Regions from separate parts of the Mus musculus genome. Here region 2 is linked to region 1. Evidence: chromatin contacts called from public Hi-C data. All regions are on one chromosome and are shown on one strand. Each heading gives the region's core, a stretch centred on a gene start, on an enhancer-like site or on the middle of the called end of the contact. The rest is flanking DNA. Distances are from core to core; before and after follow the strand shown.

Region 1 (3,309 bases), core at 49-2,548:
TCTCATCTTGAACGTTTCTCCCTATTACAGTTATTTTATATTTGCACCTCTGTGCCAGGACTGCTGGTTTATAAGACCTTGAGACAGAGATACTAGAAGGAACACAAACCAGCCTTCACCATGTCACTGGACTCTGAAGCAGGCCTCCAAGAGAAAGCTGGGCTGGGCCAGGTCTGCAGGCCTACCAGCGCCATCTGCCGGCTAGGTCCTACATCTTCTGTCTCAAGCTAGATCTCCACCACCACCTGGGACAGCAAGTAGCCCTTAGATTGTTCCTTTATTTTGTAATCTGGGAATCAAAGGCAGGGCTTTACAAGTGCTAAGAAATTGTTCTGCCGTGTGTGGTGGCACACGCTTTTAATCCCAGCACTTGGGAGACAGAAGCAGGCGGATTTCTGAGTTCGAGGCCAGCCTGGTCTACAGAGTGAGTTCCAGGACAGCCAGGGCTACACAGAGAAACCCTGTCTCGAAAAACCAAAATAAATAAATAAATAAATAAATAAATAAATAGCCACAGACATGAAACTTCCGGATTGTAGGGAGTAGGGTAGGGCCACACTTGTCATCAACCCCTGCTCAGGAAGTGTTGCTTGCCTAGGTTACATAGCGAGTTCAAGGCCAGCCTAGGCAACTTAAGTGAGCTCCTATCACACAACAAAAGCAAAACAAAACCCCACAAGCAAACAACAACAAAACATCTCCAAGGTTTTCCACTCCACACAATATATCTTTTTTCTGCCATCCTGTGACTGTCCACAAGGATGGGTCTCCTCTGTGCTATCCAGGATGCCAGGGGCCATTCTCCTGGCTTTCACACTAACTCTCTATCGCCATTACTGGAGTAGAGAAAAGTGCCAGACTCGAGGGCATCAACCGTGTGAGAATGACCAAGGTCCTCCTACTGTGCTCTGAGAATGCCAAAGCCAGATCTGGGAACTTCAGAAGACCCTTCAGTCCCCTTCCCCTCCACCTCTTAACTCATCTCCTCTTTATGAGCAACAGGCTGTTGGTCAGAACCACCTTCGGGCCACAAAGGTGGTTGGTAGTTGACATCCAGGCTTGACTCTGATAATAATCTCCTGTGGAAGAACAGTAAGAAGATGTTACAGAATGACGTTTTGTTATCTTGTTATCAACATGGCCAAAGCATTGAAAAGTGCTGTTCTGATAAAGATGCACAGAGCTGGATGCAGTAACCAAATATGTCCACAAGGGTGCAGTAATGCCTCTCGCTAGCAGCTGGAGTTCGTCTTCAACCAACAAACAATTCAAGGTACTTTATCTTGTTAGAGCAGAAGGTCTGTGAGTGAAGGCAGATAATTTGATGTGCTTTTAAGTTACTTTCTTGGGCTGGACATGTAGCTCAGTTGGCGGAGTGTTTGTCAAACAAGCACAAAGCACTGAGTTTGCTACCCATCCTTGGGCCGGGCATGGTGGCACACGCCTTTAATCCCAGCACTCGGGAGGCAGAGGCAGGTGGATTTCTGAGTTTGAGGCCAGCCTGGTCTACAAAGTGAGTTCCAGGACAGCCAGGGCTAAACAGAGAAACCCTGTCTCAAAAAAAAAAAAAAAAAAAAAAAAAACCATCCTTGGTGAAATCAGGTGTGAGGGTATATACCTACAATCTCAGGGCATAATGAGGTGGAGGCAGGAGGATTAGAAGTTTAAAGTCGTCTTGGACTAAGTAAAATTCGAGGTGTGGTGTGTGTGTGTGTTGTCTGGGAGTGCGAGAGGGCGGGCAAGGGAAGGAGAGAGAAAGAAGGGAGAGAGAGATAACAGGGAAGAGAGAGAGAACAGGGAAAGGGAAAACAAGAAGAGAGGGAAAAAATGGTAAGACAAGAGGAGAAAGCTGTATGCGTCAAGGCTTCCTTTTTTTGTTTGTTTGTTTTTTGAGACAGGGTTTCTCTGTAGCCCTGGCTGTCCTGGAACTCACTTTGTAGACCAGGCTGGCCTTGAACTCAGAAATCCGCCTGCCTCTACCTCCCAAGTGCTGAGATTAAAGGCATGCGCCACCACACCTGGCTGTTTCAAGGCTTCCTTACACACATACACTTTTTAAAAATTACTTTTTGGGGGCTGGTGAGATGGCTCAGTGGGTAAGAGCACCCGACTGTTCTTCCGAAGGTCCAGAGTTCAAATCCCAGCAACCACACGGTAGCTCACAACCATCCGTAACAAGATCTGACTCCCTCTTCTGGTGTGTCTCAAGACAGCTACAGTGTATATTACATATAATAAATAAATAAATCTTTTAAAAAAAATAAAAATTACTTTTTGAATCAGGGTCTCACCCTTTAAGCCAGGCTGCCCTCAAACACATAGGAATCTGCTTCCCTCTACCTCCCAAATACTGGAACTAAAGATGTACACCACCATGCCCAGTAAAAAGATTAAAAAAAAAAAAAAGTCATGCACAGAGGGACAGGGCTACTTTTTGTAACCTACCATGTCTCTTATGACGCTTCCTATATACTTTTCCAGAAATATACTACACACACACACACACACACACACACACCCCTGGCTTTACATCAAGCCAAAGCCTGGGAATCTCTAATAGGAGCTAATGAATATTCATGACCCCAATTGAGAAGATTAAAGAGCACAGACAGTGCCATGATTCTGTGACTGGTACAGGAAGGCCCTTAACATTAGGACACTCAGAGGAGCTCAGAGCTCAGTCCAGACCTTTCAGGGGGACTCTGTGGGGGTGGTAGCTCTTCAGCTGTGTTCAGAAAGATAGAGCTGAACATATGGGTCTGTGGTCAGTTAGAATGCCAGGTCACTCAGAAACCAGCCCAGGGTCATTTTAACATGTGGGACAGACACCATGGTTCTTAGGAACACCAGCTCTAGAAAATGCACTTTTGATCTGGGCTCCACAAACCCCTGCCATTTATGAGGTCTGTGAGGACGTGGTAGTGAACACCTGTAATCCCAACACTTGAGAGGCTAAGAAAGAAGGCTCTAGTTTGAAGCCACTCTGGGAAACACAATAAAATCCTCTCTAAAATAAAAGAAGGCCATACAGATCGCTGAGCAGTTAAGAGTGTTTGCTGTTCTTCCAGAGGACCTGAGTTCAGTTCCCAGCACCCACATCAGGTGACCCACAACTGTCTGTAACTCCAGTTCCTGGGGGATCTAACACCTGTGGCCTCTGTGGGCACCTGTACTCATGTGCACTTACCCACATGCAAATACATACTTACACATAAGTGAGAATAATAAAAATAAATATTTTAAAATGCCCTTAATGAATGAACCTTAATTTCCTTCTATTATGATTGTAAGCAGTAATAGCAGTGACTG
Region 2 (3,028 bases), core at 3-2,502, 160 kb before region 1:
TACTGGTGGCAGAGTACCTGGGTTCCAATCCTGGGCTTATCCCTAGGTACGTAGGGGAGGAGAACTCAGTTCCCAGGACCTCTCCAGCTCTTTGCAGATTCTGGGCTGAGTCCTGTTGGGGGGAGCTTGACTTTGCTACCCTCCCATTAGTAGCTTTATCTGGCCTGTTTTTGCTGCTTCCTGGGCCTTGGCCTTCATGGCTCCCATGGGACTGTCTATTATGGTGATGCCTTCAGAAGGGGTTTAATGCATGTGCCTGCCCCTACCCTGCTATTTTTAATGAAACTGAAAAATGACTTGACTTGGACAGGGCTCTCTGGTGCAGAGCCTCAGTCCACCCTGCTGCCCTCAAGCTCTGGAGCTGTGGGAAGAGGAGACAGGCAGGCTAGGGAGTGCCTGTGGCCTGTGGTTTTCAATGCCCCTGTGGTACAGTATCTGCCTGAGTTTTGGGTAGCAGGGGTGACTGCCAATCCAGCCTGTCTTAGTCTCTGCTCTGGCTCAGTGCCTCGTTATTTATGTGGGGCCGTGCAGGCGCGGGGCCCACTGCCCATCCCATTTCTTATTTATTGAAACCTGCTGTTGCCCTGCCCCTACATCTCCAGCCCCACACACTTGAGTAATAAAAGGTGGAAAATGTCGTCATGAGGTGCTTCCTTTCCCCGTATCCTCTCTGAAAACTGCTCACCTCCAGGGCCCTGCCAGGTGTGCACACATCGTCCTCCCCCTCATCAGCACCTTCCTCTGAAACCAGGGAAATAGGCAGAGGTGGCTCCTCGTCTCATCCTCACCGAGGTCCCCAGAGGCCAGGTTCCCCAATAGAAATACAGGCTGAGCCATATGTGTGATTGAATGTGTTCCCATAGTCATTCCAAAAAGTTGTCTAAAAAAGGGTAAACTTAGTATTTTTAACCAAGTATATCCAGAATATTTTCATTGCAATATAAAATCATTATGAAAATTATGAACGAGCTTTTTTTCTGTTTAGAATCTTATGTATTTTACATGTGTTGACATGAACTAATTATTTCAAGGGCACAAGAAGCATGTGGTGAGTGGGAGTGGCCACAGCTGGAGAGGAAGCAGCAGTTACACAGAAGCTCACAGTGTGGGAGGGGTGTGATCCATGAGATGGGGACAACATGTGCAAAGGACAGACCAGGAAGTGGCTGGAGGGGCCTCACAGTGGTTAGGAAGAGGCAAAGCCTCGGCCTGTTTGGTCACAATGCAAAGCAGAAACACCCAGAACAGGAAGTTGTTATAGCTGTCTGGGTAACAAGTAACAGGGAAACAGAAGGACCCAAGAGATTCCTAGGGCAGACCTGCTGGAACTCCTTCTGGGATGTGAGATAGGGAACACCTAATGGTGTCCAAGGTGTTTTGATATGAAGCCCTGGAGCTCTTAGGAGACAGATCTGAGTGACAAGAATATCTTACACTCAGATGGGCATTTACAACTAGGCAGAGAGGGTCCATGTTTTAGGGCAGATCCCAGGGCCTGCAGTAAGAAGCCATCAGGGTCCTGGTGGCCAAGAATGGATGTAGAATTTGGGGAAAGTTGGCTGAGAGGCTAGGAAGGCTGTCATGCCCCAGGGAATGGACAGGGTCTTTGTGAGTTTCCTAAGGGATGTGGTGAGAGCTGGACCAATACCAGGTAAATCAGGAGACACCATCCCATACCAAAGTTGCCATGGCCAGTGGGACCTTAAGTTAGGGTTTTGTCAGTGTGTGGTACACTATTTAACATGGGAAGGAGTGACACATGCAAACACTACTGGAGCTAGTAGTGGAAGCCTAGCCTGTAAGAGGAGACCAGGTGGCTTCACTGAGGACAGAAATCTGGGCAGAAACCAAGGTAGGTGGCTGGCCTAGCAGTGGCAGGAAAGGAGGGAAGAAAAAAAGCCACTGTTAACAAATGGGCAGACATTTTAAAAGCCCACATATCCCTGCTTCTTCCCACATCCTTTGGGTATAGGATACTCTGGGACTTTTGTGAACTGGGAGTAGACAGGGTCTCCTGTGTGTCCAAGGAAATGATCCCTATGGCTGCAGGATGCAGCACATTTGGCATCCATTTACTTCATGTATCTCAGGGTTTGGCTATTCTAATTTGCCTATCCCTTCAGCCAGCCAACTCATGGACCCCACTTAGTACTTAGGATTTGGATAACAGCCAATTGGGTGGCACGTGAAGATAAGAGTGTGTCCTGGAGAGTGAGGCAGGAGGTGGCATCCCAGCCATTCTCTGGGAAAGCTAGATTAGAGACACATTCAGATATCCGCAGGGTGGAGACACCATGTTCAGGCTTCCAGGCTGGTTAGGAGATCTCTCTCACTATAAGCACTTCTCTACCCTGCTCCTGCTTGCTGAGAGAATGGCTTGTTTCATTTGCTTCTTGTGTCATTAACCTCCCAACATCAAAGATATGATGCAGGTGTGTGATATTTTTGGTCTCCACAGCCTCACCTTCCCTTGGAAACGTTCCTACAAATCCCTGCAGCTCTTTTCAGTGGGTGGAGGTGGGAGTTGGAGGGAAGAACAAGTAGGGTCCAATCTCTAGCTCTCTGCCCACTTCTAGAAAATAGCCCTGCCATTGTGACATAGAAATGAGCCTAAGATGTTCTATCCTGTCTCAGATAAGGTATCCTCTCCTCCCTTAATCAGGCCCACAATGGATCATGGTCAGAACGAAAGGCTGGGAGGATGTCAGGAGGGGAAGTGAGGCTTGGTGTAACACTTTCCACTGTAGCACAGCCTAAAGGAGCACTGGTCCAGCAGGTGGCCTCTGGCAATACACGCCCCATGGAGGGTTAGGGATGGGACTCAGGGCCTTATCAAGCTATGCAAACCTGCTGCCTCTGTGCTGGAGCCCCATCCTTGGAAAGTCTTAAAACATTATTGAACTAATGCAACTGAGTTGACTAACCACAGGGACACATACCTAACTTCAACTTCTGGAGTGATCACTTTTGGGCACTTTTATTACAGTTGAGGATGCTGAGCTTTTGGCCTATTAACTGTGGAACGAGA

Evidence for each region. Hi-C and Micro-C count contacts between places; a contact is called where the count stands out from the background.
Region 2: a Hi-C map of bone marrow-derived macrophages shows a contact between it and region 1, with 36 read pairs. The contact joins two enhancer-like sites. A contact is called at or near these places in 1 of 39 promoter capture datasets (Sertoli cells), 4 of 15 datasets of contacts at CTCF or cohesin (CD8 T cells, embryonic stem cells, large pre-B cells and 1 more), 23 of 484 Hi-C or Micro-C datasets (B cells, the Ba/F3 cell line, the G1E-ER4 cell line and 14 more), 15 of 115 datasets of contacts at active chromatin or transcription factors (the 230-238 cell line, DN3 thymocytes, the HPC-7 cell line and 9 more) and 1 of 9 other capture datasets (adipose tissue).

What each region holds. Positions count from the first base shown.
Region 1 is chr7:100,682,705-100,686,013 of GRCm38.p6, reverse strand. No RefSeq gene overlaps it. Among named protein-coding and RNA genes, the nearest start is that of Gm35082, 9.4 kb to the right of the region's middle. Within about 2 kb of position 1,298, at least 23 of the 459 cell types and tissues checked have an H3K27ac peak or open chromatin away from gene starts, as enhancers often do. A contact at or near this core is called in the G1E-ER4 cell line, bone marrow-derived macrophages and fetal liver, where this site is marked.
Region 2 is chr7:100,843,780-100,846,807 of GRCm38.p6, reverse strand. It overlaps Relt (RELT tumor necrosis factor receptor), which reads left to right. Exons shown (of 11, transcript NM_177073.6): 11 at 1-960. Among named protein-coding and RNA genes, the nearest start is that of Relt, 18 kb to the left of the region's middle. Within about 2 kb of position 1,252, at least 128 of the 459 cell types and tissues checked have an H3K27ac peak or open chromatin away from gene starts, as enhancers often do. A contact at or near this core is called in the G1E-ER4 cell line, bone marrow-derived macrophages and fetal liver, where this site is marked.